Regions from separate parts of the Drosophila melanogaster genome. Here all the other regions are linked to region 2. The links are chromatin contacts, called in public Hi-C maps. All regions are on one chromosome and are shown on one strand. The core of a region is the stretch at or near the end of the contact, and the rest is flanking DNA. Distances in the headings are between cores, read along the strand shown.

What was found. A called contact is a pair of places that touch in the nucleus more often than the background predicts.
Region 1: a contact with region 2 is called in a Hi-C map of the Kc167 cell line, with 2.5 times the contacts expected there. A contact is called at or near these places in 1 of 107 Hi-C or Micro-C datasets (the Kc167 cell line) and 1 of 7 datasets of targeted methods (the Kc167 cell line).
Region 3: a contact with region 2 is called in a Hi-C map of the Kc167 cell line, with 3 times the contacts expected there. A contact is called at or near these places in 1 of 107 Hi-C or Micro-C datasets (the Kc167 cell line) and 1 of 7 datasets of targeted methods (the Kc167 cell line).

What each region holds. Positions count from the first base shown.
Region 1 is chr3L:5,656,078-5,660,344 of dm6, reverse strand. sif (still life) reads right to left here and starts at 2,432. Exons shown (of 35, transcript NM_001104049.4): 1 at 2,055-2,432; 2 at 664-916. lin-28 reads right to left here. Exons shown (of 5, transcript NM_139726.2): 2 at 3,890-4,026; 3 at 3,592-3,740; 4 at 3,372-3,522; 5 at 2,961-3,309. The coding sequence ends at 3,226. Sse (Separase) reads left to right here. Exons shown (of 7, transcript NM_079211.3): 6 at 1-231; 7 at 288-645. The coding sequence ends at 466.
Region 2 is chr3L:4,120,760-4,124,873 of dm6, reverse strand. Chd64 (Chd64,) reads left to right here and starts at 2,486. Exons shown (of 3, transcript NM_139603.3): 1 at 2,486-2,718. The coding sequence starts at 2,665. It overlaps ens (ensconsin), which reads left to right. Exons shown (of 13, transcript NM_001300004.1): 13 at 22-1,967. The coding sequence ends at 38.
Region 3 is chr3L:5,532,914-5,537,192 of dm6, reverse strand. CG13285 reads left to right here and starts at 1,434. Exons shown (of 4, transcript NM_001259709.1): 1 at 1,434-1,580; 2 at 1,651-1,756; 3 at 1,923-2,210; 4 at 2,786-3,225. The coding sequence starts at 1,536. The coding sequence ends at 2,811.

The DNA of each region.
Region 1 (4,267 bases), core at 1,183-3,682, 1.5 Mb before region 2:
CTACACGCATGTTGGGCACGGGCCTGTACAGCGCATTGTATGGAGCCCATGATTATTACCATGGAGCTCTGTGTCCTTCGATAGTTGGTACTCTCATGCCCGCCTTGGATGGTAATATGGATACTGTTTCGGTGACAATATTGAGTCGTTGGTTGGCCCCGGGGGATAACAAAGTGATTCCGTGGACACATATTGATCGGGTGCCTTGGCTCAAAAATGGCATTATAAAAGGTAATGTCTTATTTATATTATTAAGTTACATATTTAAGGAATTCTTTTAAATTTAGGAAAAGATGAAACCACGCCCACCATGAACGATCAACCCAACTACCATCTGGGCAGCCTGTGCTCTATCCTATCTCTCGTACAGCAAGGAAAAGTGGAGCCGAATATCTACAACTGCTGCATTTACGTGTGCCGCGGACTTCCCGCATGGAATTTGGCCGTGGAAAAGCTGCCTTTATAGCTCATTTCGTCGTGGAGTCGATCTCCCTAAGCAAAGTTTTGCGTATGGAACTGTGTACAATAATTTAATTTAATTGAACTACTTCATTCAAGTGGAAAGTGGTGCTCAAAGTTTGCATTAAACGCTAAATGTAACACTCAGAATAGTAAAAATAAACTAAACATTTATATATTAGGAAGAAATTCCAAGGCACTTACCTTTTCTTAGTTTATTTGGAAGATTGAGTGATGTTTCCTTATGGATTTAGCACTTTAACTGAAGTGTCCTTGATTTCGGTTAAGTTTTTAGTTTTAAGTAGAAGTTTTAAACATGTTTAGACTTTGTACATTGTGTTGTTGGAACTTTAAACCGTTTGAGAACTATTTAGATTAATTGATTTAGGTTAGAGTTTTCGTTTTCCTTAGTTGGAATCATGCCAGATACAGAGTACAGATTCATTCTTACATTTGCCTGTGCAAGAGTAGGGAGTGAAAAACATTAATTCGAGTACAAATCGCAATGTGGGTGAGGTAAAGTAAAAAAGTGAAAGTGTGGTGCAAACGACAGTCAGAGAGAAAGATATTGAGTGAAGGAAACATTGAGAATTTATAAAAATGCAATATAATTGAAATGCGAGTGGGGATTAGGCTAAACCCTCGTCCACGGGGCGAATGTGCAATAATGCCTGAATGCCCAGAAACGCCCATATATTTATTTACTCGCACTCGTACTCGGGCTTGTCGCCCAGTTTGCTCTCCAAAAACGCGACTCATCTCACCTCGTTCCCATCCTCGTCCTCGGGTTGCCCTTTTGGCCAGAGCTTTTCCCCCACCGAACCTGCGGCGACCTCCAATCGCCCAGCATCGCATCTACTTGACCTACTAACGCCTGTCGCATTATGACACACATTCGTTAATTAGGCCCAACCCAATAACTTCTTTTCTTCCCAGCCATCTAATCGCCGAGCGCGCGGCGTATGCGTAATATGCGTGTGTTTTTCTTTTTTTGTGTTACGGCCTCGATTTGCATGCCATAAAAAAAGGCAGACACACCTTGGCGCGTCCCTATTTTTATGATTTACCAATAGCTGGGATGGGCGGCCAGTGTCCTTCGTCCTTCGTCGTGGTGTCTCAATGCCGTGCCCATGCAGCGAGTTAAATCAAATTAGCACCCGTAGGGGCAGCAAATCCGAGGTGCATGCCATGCCACACCCCCAAAACACACACACACGCAAACAGACACACACTCACACGTACGCGAGAATCGCGAAATCGAGAAATGGGGACAGGGAACAAGGAACAAGGACTTGGAACATGACAGGAGACAGCGTCAGAAGGAGGATATTACATAACAGGCGCTCCCCATGTAAATCTGGTTGTAAATTCCCAGTGTGTGTGTGTGTGTGTGTTTGTGTGCCTCTGGGTGTGTTGGTGTTGTTGTGCTCTTGTGTGTGCTTGTGTGTGGGTACGAGTGGTTGTGGTTTGGCCCAAATGAATATGCGATGACGTTGACGTTGCTATTGTTATTGTTATTGTTTTCTATCAGTGGATGCTGATGCTTTATTATTGTTTGCCCAGTTAAAAAGGTAATTTTCTCATTTTCTTTTAACCTTGAACTCTTAGTTTTCGCCAGCATTTTTCCTTTCCATATTTGTATAACTTATGCGTTGAAAAACTGTTTTCATTTTATGCCAAAAAAAAAAAATTGTACAAACTTTTTCCGTTTACTTTGTGTAATTTTAATTTTTTTAATGGTTTTTTTTTTGGTTTTGGGGTTTGTGGGTTTTTGAAAATTTGTTGCTGAAACGCTTTGTTAACTTTGTTGAAATTCTTTTAGTTGTCTAAGTTATTGTTTTTGGTTAAGTTTGATAATTGGACTTGAGGGTCCTTTATTTTTGGGTCTTCATATTTTTCTGTGTTAATATGGTGTAAATGTAAATTCCGCCGCGTTGCACACAACAATTCTCTGGCAGAGATCAACTGAGACTGAGCTCGACGCTGGCCTTAGTTGCATCCTTTTGGGTATCCTGCTCCTGCTTCCTTGGCGAAGGACAAAAATCGCGAGAGAGCGAGCCCGAACAAAATGTTGCAAACTAAACCACAACAAAAACAGCCAAAAGGGCCAAGAGCCAAGAGGCAGAGAGGCAGCTGGAGAAAAAGAGAGAGAGAAAAAGAGAGCGACCAAAAAAAGGCAGGACTTTCCCTTTCCCTGCTCCTCCTGGCCATGTCCTCGCCCAATCCGTTTGTTGTTGCTGCTGCTCACTATGTTTCACTTTCAGGGGGTGGTGGGTGCTGACTTTAGCGCCGGGAGCGGCGGGTTTCAGGTTTCCAAGCTTACACAGTGATTCTGCGTTTTCATGGTGATTCCATTTGTAGCTGTTTGTTGTTGCCCCAAGGAAAGCTCCATTGTTGTCAGTGGCCACGTGACTCGCGACCAGGACTTTCTTATCAGCACAGAGCTTTTAGTTCGGCCCCAGGGTGCAAAAGCTCCGATTTCAAAAAACAGACCAAGGGATGCTCTCTAGCTTAATTCGTTTACTTGGGATCTAGTGAAAAACCTTAGCAACTATGGTTCCTAGAAAATAATGTTAAAATAGAAAATAAACTTAGGATAGGATGGTTTTCGGGGCGCGTCTCTTCCCGCTAATATCTAAGTGTAGTAGCTAGTTTTGTTGTACGTGGGTTTCTTTGATTTGATGCGTGTTTTTTCTTAGATTTCCATTTTGTACTTGTCAAGGAAGTTTCTAACTTCCAACTACCAGTCCAAGATCCAAGGACTTCCTAGGTGGCCTCCTCGCTCTTCTCTTGGGCTGCACTGCTGCTGCTATTGTTGCTTATGCTTTTGCTATTACTGTGGCTTTGGGTCTGCGAAACGATGTGGGCTTAGTCCTCGAAATGGGGCTGTGGAATCGTAGAGGAGCACTTACCACATTCTTGTGCGGGCAGTCGGCATGGAGATGGTCTTCTCCACGGCAGCGATGACAGCGCTTCGGCTGAGGACCCAAAGCGCATTCGGAGGCAATGTGATTGGCGAATTCGCCGCAGTTGTAGCAGCGCATGCGGCGAGTCCGGCGATTTCTGTTGGGTGGTTGGTGGGTAGGTGGTGAAAATGGGGAAAATTAGTTAAACGATTGGGTATGAGCTCACATTCGCGGCCTGTAGGTGCTGCCTTGGCAGCTACCGCCATGCCTGCTGGACACCCTGGTGGCCTCCAATCCGCGCGACGTGCGCTGGCACTCGAATTCCACCTCCTCCTGCTCGCCCAGTGATCGGAAACCTGACATCTGGATGACGCTCTATATGCATACGTTTATAATGAGAATTATATTGAATTAATGCATTAAATATTAAATTATTATACCGATTTTCCATATTCTATCGGATAGTACATAAGGCCTTGCATTAAGGAAAGACCTCAGTTTCATCCAAGAAAGAGAGTACCCACCTGATGGACGAACACCTCCTGGCCGCCGTCGTTGGGTGTAAGGAAGCCCCATCCCTTGGCCACGTTGAACCATTTGCATTTGCCCAGTCGCACACAACCGCATTCCTCGGTGGGACTCGCAAGATTTGCCGGATTCGCTGGAGGGAATAGAAAATGAAACTTGAGTTCGGTGCCCAATTCGATATCCTGTCTGGGAATCCCTCTGTTCAAGGTTTTGTTATTCAAATGACCAAGCGGCAAATAGGCAGCTGAACAACATTCATCGTGTCCTTGCCCCATTTGCCGCGAGGCAAGTTCAACTTGGGTTAGGTTCTTCTCTAGCCCTCCACGTCCCCATCCCAACTCAACGCCCATTGAGGGCAGAAAACAGGTTTCGTT
Region 2 (4,114 bases), core at 1,237-3,736:
TCCTGTTTCTACCAACGACAGATATATCGCTGCTGTGAATTGGATGAGGAAACCAAACTGATTGTTTTCTAAACCTAAATCTTGATATAGCTAAATGTGTGTGGAGTCGGAGTATTTATTTATAGGATGAGATCTATATAGGAATGCGAGTGGACAGTGCGACAAATTATGGTTACTAAAAACAGGAAAACGTAAAAGCTTAAAAAAACCTATATATTTAAACGTACACATTATATAGATAGATCTGAATCAGAATCAGAGCGGGAGTAACGATAAGACCGATCCCGAGCAGCTGCAGATAAAAATTAGTTAAGAACTAAGACAAACCCTAAAAGAGAAAGCGTGAGATATGGTGGGGACATCCTCCTCAGAGATCGGGGATCGTTTGCGAAGCAATTTAATATCAAAGAAATCTGTTTGTGAAGTACTACAACTAAGCTAAAAAAAAGAACATTTGATGCAATTTTCGATTCGAATCGTTGCGTTTCGATCTAATATAATTACAAACTCGCTTCAAAAGTTGAAAGTGCATGCTTACATTGAGTATAACTTGAGCCAGAGAGCAGGATAATCGCCTGGGCCGACGCCGAAGCAGCGTATATAATTGAAAATTATATAAAATTAGTAGACAACAAACCCCTAGTATAAACAACAACGCGAGATTCTACGGGGCACCCAGATCGAATTGTGTGTGGACGGGTCCCGAGCAAGCAATAAAAGAATACGAAGACGCGGTATCCACATACCATTAACCCATCCACATTTACAGCGCCTCACTGCTAGGAGGGCATATTCGAACCCCCTCTTTATTTTTTGCCCAACTTTGCACAGTTGTTCTGTAAGTTAAGTTTAATACGTTGAGCCAACGAATCGTGAGGTATTATTTATTTAAACAAAACGAAACAAACGAAAAAAAAAAAACATAGGAAAGAGGAGGAAATAAGGAAATTCAATTGAAATTATTTGCTGATACTGTTCGCAGCTAGTCGAGCAGATACATAGGTAGCCTGTAAACAATAAAACAATTACACGCGGATATATACACCCACTGTAATCACAGATGTCAGTGCTTGATATACACATGCCTAGGTCTAGTGGAACTGGTAGTTCTACCATGTTGTACTATTTGTAGTAGGAGTCCCAAATCTGATTATGCTTATGTCACCCTTTATTATAGGAATGTTCTCTGTATATTATTGCGTCTCTTTTGCGTCTACGTATATATTTTTTGGTAAATGATTTTTTATATATACATATACACATTTATATTTGTAATTTGTATTTATCCATGTGCAAAAATAAATTATGATGATTATTTTTTAAAGAGTCGTCCCCCTCGAAGCATGCATAACAGATTGTAAAAAATGAATCGATTTATATATAATACGAAAATCACACACTACCCACTTGTATCTGAGCGAAAGGGCCTTAACAATTAGTAGGATGCATGATCGATGTATGCAGATCGGTTATAAAAACAGATATAGCAGGCATATTATTCGCATGCGAAAACCGTTAATAGAATAATATATTATAATGGCAATATGTGTATGCAACTAATAAGCCCTAACTTCTAGTTAATTACTGCTTTCCTATGTTATAAACCAAATGGCGATATAATCAAAACAAAAGACAAGCCCACATAAGTTAAATGTGTATGCTACCAACATAACAAACCTTTGAAGATCAAGCTGAATTATGTATTTCTAATATTAAATATATCACAACCCACACATAAAAAAAAAAAAACAAACACGACAAATAGAACAACAAATTATACAAGCAATTCCCCTATTTATTTAGAACCACACTGAAACACTAAAGAAATTCGCTTCTTATCGTAAATCCACAATTGCATAATTTATACGATTAAACAAAATATATATTTATGTGAATAAACTGTAACTAATTCTCAAGGCAATCATCCAAATGCGATTCGCTACTTCTTGGTTTCCAGAAAGTCCCCCAAAAATGTCATGGTCATCTGAATGGAATGCTGCTGCAAGAACCTCTCGATAAGGGGGAACATAGGAAGTTTTCAATGGAACTTTACTCTGGCGAATCTTATCGGATAGTTTGTACACAACCGCAAAAAGTAGCACTAATAGTGGTTGACTTCTATTAAAAGTAAAGCAACAGGTGGATCATGGAAATCATACTGATTCAGATTCATTATCTTTTCAAAACCTATTGAAAACAAAAGTTACTGGTTTAGAAGGCAAATGAACCAGAAATTTTAAATTTATACTTATATAGTGTAAAATTGTTTCCAGTGCTCGATAGTTCCATGTTTTATTATTTGAAAAACAACTGCCGTTAACAAAGCGGTATGACATCATCAATGCCATCATAACAAATCAGCTGCCGCTGATAAGCGCAGCTTGGAGCTTTTATGTTGTACCCAACCTACTAGGTACAAGACTGAGTGTGCTTTACAACACTAAACTGTTGGCGAGCTTTCCTCTGTTTCGCAGCTCGGACCGCCTTTCATAACGTAGTAAGTTTTCGTTGCGAACGGACGTAGCCCAACCAACTTGGCCTTAACCCTTGCGCTCCCTCCGATTTATTCCGCGGCAAACACATTCCAGTGGACAGTGGTGCAGTTCAGCCCAAGACCAACCTACATTTTAGCTCCCTGCAAACCCGTTTCTTCATCAAATAACTATGGCGTCCAACCGTGCAGCGAAGTCTGGTTTTGCCGCCGAGGCCCAGCGCAAAGTAAGTACCAAATAGCAACAACAACCGCACCCCCCACCCAAAAACCGAAGAGCGCCAAACAAAACAACACAATAAACAAATTGCCCAAAAAAAAATCAACTTTTGCACGGGTGTGTGCGTGAGTTTAGAGCTGCATTGACTTTATTTGGCGCTGCGTTGTCAAGATTTTATCTTCGCGCGCCAAATGCCAAAAATTAGCCAAAAATGGTCTTGAAATTGCCAGCGTCTAACAAGGAATGACCTCATTTCGCTGATAAGTCGAACAAGTATTTATGTACATACATATGTATATAGGAATATATACATGCATGTACACACATGTGTAATGCATGCGTAATTCGAAAGCTTGAAGATGATTTAGGTGATTTTGAGGCATTGTCAGTGCGGGTGATTCAAATCGAAGATCGAGAAAACAGTTGGTTATCCATAAATCAAACAATTAGTAGTAGTTAGTAAAGCTCTGGAAATTTCGATATGAATAATATCCCAAGTTCGAACAGTATACATTATAAAGATGAGCTAATATAATCCTAATTAATTGTGCTGCAATAAAAGCAAGTCTGAATACATAGGTGCTACTTGTGGAGTATCCACTGTAGAAGGAAGACCCTTTGGATGATCTCAACCCAACTATTGCAGCATGGTAGCTTCCGCAATGTAAATTGACATTAGTTCCGTCCATTAGCAGCACTTTGCCTCAAATGCACTCATACAAATGCATCGGGCTTTTGTGGGTGGGATGGGGTTGGGGATGGGTTACCCGTACCCTTCGGCCATTTGGCCCTCGTCAAGTCGGGGTTACGCAATTCCAACCGCCCCTGGGCAGCCCCAAGTGAAATTGTATATGTCGCCGGCACAGGGGATTAAGTGCAGTCCGACGAAATCCACAACAAGACAACTACAGTTACAGCATTGCCCAAACAAAAAACGAAACAAATAATCGAGATTTTTCATATCCGAAGTTTTGTATACCCTTGAGGAGCACTTTACCAAGTTGTTGACAAACTGAAATATTTTGTTTTGCTTTAGCTTTGCTTATCTAAAAGTATTTCCACCCGGATTTCATTCTCTTGAGTCAGCCATTTGGCAAAAGGCCTTGTTTATCGGTATTATCTGTACTAGCGCATTTTTAAAACACAGTATGTTTTAAAACACAGTATGAAGTATGTTTTAACGTGGTTTATGGTGATATATCAGGCACTATGGTTATGAAAAATATTATGAGAACTCTGTAGTGTTTATTTATGCCATATCATGTTAAGCTAAAACATTTTGGTACTTGGAATAGGAAGAACCTTGGCATAGGGTATAGAAAAATAAGAGAAATAGAGGCGAGTGCCTGGAGGCGCAGCTGCTGGCGCGACTCCAAGCCGCGATCGAATGGCTCCCCAGGAGC
Region 3 (4,279 bases), core at 185-2,684, 1.4 Mb before region 2:
AGGTAAGGTCCTTGGAAAAGGACCTGAAATCAATAGACAAACAAAGAGAGGCCATGAAGCCAGAGTGAAATGGATAGCTTCTGTTTATTTTTTTTATTCTGATGTTTTTTCCCTTTGTTGTTTTGATAAGTATAAAATGGAGTTCATGGCAGTGAAATGCCTTTAAGCTTTGGAGGCTCGGCATAATTTTGCCCACAGCTTAAAGAAAACAGGCCTTAGATATTTCATTAGCATTTATTAAATTATTAACTGGAAATGTTATTTTTATAGAAGATGGAAGTCTCGTTGGCATCTTATTATTAAATTCTTGATAAGATGAGTCTTTACGAGCTCGTATCTCTTGTGCTTGTAACAATTTTACCTTGGATCCATGAGTAACCCAGTTGTGGGATAAATTTTACGACTATGTTGGGTATTTAACTAAAGAGTTGCAATACCCGCATGTCGCAAAATACGCGATACTTTTCACACATCGTATCTTTGACATTAGCTGTGAACTCTTTAAGTTGGTTTTTGCGTTCGGCTGGAGGTCGATTTTCGGGTAAACACAAATACACTTTTGAGATAATTTTCATGCTTTCTAGTGCGAGTCGGAACTAGAGTTTTATGAATGGGCTTACTACTTCACAGGGCCTTTAAGAATTACAAAATATTTGGCGGCCTATTTGCTCCACCACGATAACCGGCGATTATGCAAGAGGTTAGCACCACAAAAAAGTTAACAAAAACCAACAAAATGTCAAATAAGCTAAATATTTAGATAGCAAACTCTCTGTGGATAATTGGAATTAAAGATATACTAAGCCAACACGACCTGGCCAGCAGCGTTTTCAGCATTCTCATTCATTGCCAGATGGCGGGAAACTTGAAAGAAATGCGATCTGTGAACTGAGGGTAAATATTCAATGGTTTACCGGGGCGGGGCTTTTCACTGTTTTTGTTTCGGTTTTGTTTTTGGTTTTGCTTTGGCTATTTGTGTTTGTTAAAGTTTTGCAAAGGCAAATAGGTGGGTAAAATTAAACCCGGCTCACGCACTGGCAAGATGGGCATTTATTTTGTCACCTGCCTCGTGTAATTGAGAATATTACGCGTATTATTCAATAATCATAGATAATCGCTGGCAGAAAAGGTCTCATTGCGACTGATCAGAGTGGTTAGAACTCTTTAGGGCTGGATTCCCACCCGCTGAGGTGGGAAGTTACGCTGGAGTTTCGCTTTGGCCGCACCAACGTGTCGTATGAGTAATAAGCCCGAGCTTCACCTCAAGTGAGATACAAAAGTGCGACAAGTGCGGGAGTTGGGGGCTTTGTTTTGTTTTGTTTCTGTTGCGGATTGTTTGTCTCAACGACGTCGACAGCGACTTCAACTTGAGCGTAGCAACTCAGCCGGAAAATGAAAAATATAAATTGGCCCCTTGTCTGAGAAACAGAATTATTTAACGTCCAGCAACCGAGCCAAGCAGTTGTCTTGGTTTCCAAAGCTCTCTTGCCGGGAAGTCTACCGTTCCGCCGTATTCAGATTGTTTTGTTTTTAATATGGTTAAATCCAGTGTCATGTTCATCAAGCTATTTACCCTAATGGTGAGTGCTAGCAGGAATATTCAATTTGTGTAAACATCCTAAAACAAAAGCCGCTTAAATAACATTTTAGTTGGCCGTGACTGGAGCCTGGAGTGCCGCCCTCCCAGAAAATCAGGTGGCAACTGCGACCAGGACGACGACAAGTGATTTGGCAACCGCCGAGACTTCGGCCAAGTGTGAGTACTCCATATTGAAGTTACAACTAACAGGCTAACTCATCTTTTATCTCAAAAACCTTACTTATTCTTTCAAATAGTAATATGATTGCGTCATTGTTTTTATACCCATAAAGGTACTAGGTAATTAAAAATTCTTTGTTCTTCTTTACCTACGATCTTGTAGTGTTAAATCTCTTTGGAACTGGCTCTGGGTATCCGAACTATGGCTACAACTATAATCGTCCGAGCAACCCCTACTATCCCGGCTACAATACGAACTACTACGGCTCATCGGGATACTATCCCGGCTCGGGATATGGATCTACCACCTACTACCCAAACCAGGGGAGCTACGGTTCCTCCGGCTACTACCCAACTCAAGGCTATAACTATTATTCCACTAGCAGTTATCCGACCACGAACATTCTGGGTAGCCAAGGAGGCGGATACGGCGGATATGGTGGCTACGGAGGTAATGGAGGTTTTAGGCAATACTCAGGCTATTGGCAGCGGGATTATCAGGGTCAGCGGAATCGTGGATATGGCTACTACGATGATACAGATCGTTTGGGCCTGCCCATCTCGAGAGATCGTTCCTATGGTTCGAGTTCCTATCGTGGCTATAACTAATGATGTGCTTTTTGTGTCTGTTGTTATGGCATTTTTGTTACCGCTTTTGGCCTCTTCCCTCTTGACTAATAATAAAATACTTAACCATATGTCAAGTGCTACTAATTTAATGTGTAAGCTGTCGCTTTAGCTTGGCGCGTAATTAATTGCTTCTAGGTTACATTTCCATGAGACATTCAAATTACCAGCGGACACGCCCAATTGCACACTCAAATCTGCCCATTTGTCATTCGTTCATATTCATGCTCTCCAGTGCTGGTAAAAATGTGTGTGTTACTATCTAAATTCCTAGCCTAAATTGAAATGAATTGCACTTTTGCAGCTTCAACCTGAAAGTTGACTATGTATATTACTTGTTTGGCTGCATCGCGTTGCCGACTTTTCGACTTCATTCAAACCGCTCTTTTCATTTTTCAGGCTATGTGCGCAGCACTTTTGGCTAAAGCCGCCGCCAAGAACTTAACCGAATGTTACACTCCGGCACGCATCAAAATCAACACACAAAAAGATCGTTAAACTTATATAAGCAATTTATTAGGCAACACATCTCGGAAGTCGAAATAACCCCTGAGCCGGCAAACTTTAACTGCATCGTCGCACCGAAAATATCTTCAAGTTTCTGCGGTGAGACAAAGTCTGTGCAGCATCTTGTGTACTAAGTCTTAAATTTTTACGTAAAGTCATGTTTATGTTTTCCCCTTCGGCATCTGGAAGCTCGTAAATGCAGCGGAGCAAAGTTTTCACTTGAATTTTCCCGGGAAAAGTGCTCGAGTCCCTTTGCCAGTTGAGCATGTGCTGAGAGCAATTTGTGATAAGCTAATAGATTTCCCCTGTTAAATAAAGCAATATTTTCCAACAAATTTATGTCGGACCGTAAGAAAATTAATTAGCCCGAATGAAGCTGACGAAGAAGTAAAGTTGAAATATAATTTGGCTGGGAAATTTCCACACTGGGGAAATTTGGCTATTTAGTTCATTAGTTCAAAGGCGCGAAAATTTGATAATCAATTTACTAAGTCTTTTCAAAATAATTGAGATTTACTCACGAACCAAACGGCTTTCTCTTCAAAGGCAAAATATTTAGATGATAAAAAAAGCGCTGAAATGGAATTTCTATAAATCTAGCATTCTTTTAAACAAAAACACACGAATGACAAAAACACTGAAAGGTATTTCTCCATACTCAGAGTTTTTCCATTCATACCATCTGCGATTTTTAATCTATTTACCCATTTGCTCATCTGCTTGTCTCGTTTGGCTGGTTCCATTGAATGCGCCGCTTCCTTCCGTGCAGTCATAAAAATTAAAAACATACCGATGGCGAAGAACCAGAGGCACAAGATACAGATGCATATGTACATAACGAACAATATGAACATTCATATGGAATTTTTTTTAAATTTATCGCCAAATTGTTTAGAATAGGTATGCCGGGCATAAAAACTGAGTTCCCAGATCATTAAAGAACAAAAATTATGATCGAATGGAATTGAAAGAGAATACGATTTCATTTGTATTTTTATTTTGCCTTGGTCTTCATTTATTTTGCACTGTTTATTGTGGCAGTGCTCTACATTAAAGGCAAATAGAAATAATTAACCGGCGCAAGCTACAATAAATAAAAATAACGAAAGCCGATAAAATTATCTGGCCCGTGGGGCAAAGGAAATATTTATTTGCCGCGCGGATTAAATGCCGCATCGGGCATTGAAATCTAATGTTAACAGCATTTTAATTAAGGAACAACGCTGGCAAATAATGCAAAAAGTATTGCACATAATGAGTGCCGCTTCAGTTTATTCAGCTCAAATATTTGCCTGACATATATATATATATATATATACGTGCAATTCTCTTTGCTGCTGCCCTCTGAGTCAAAGATGAAAAACAATGAAGTAAAGGGGCTGAATT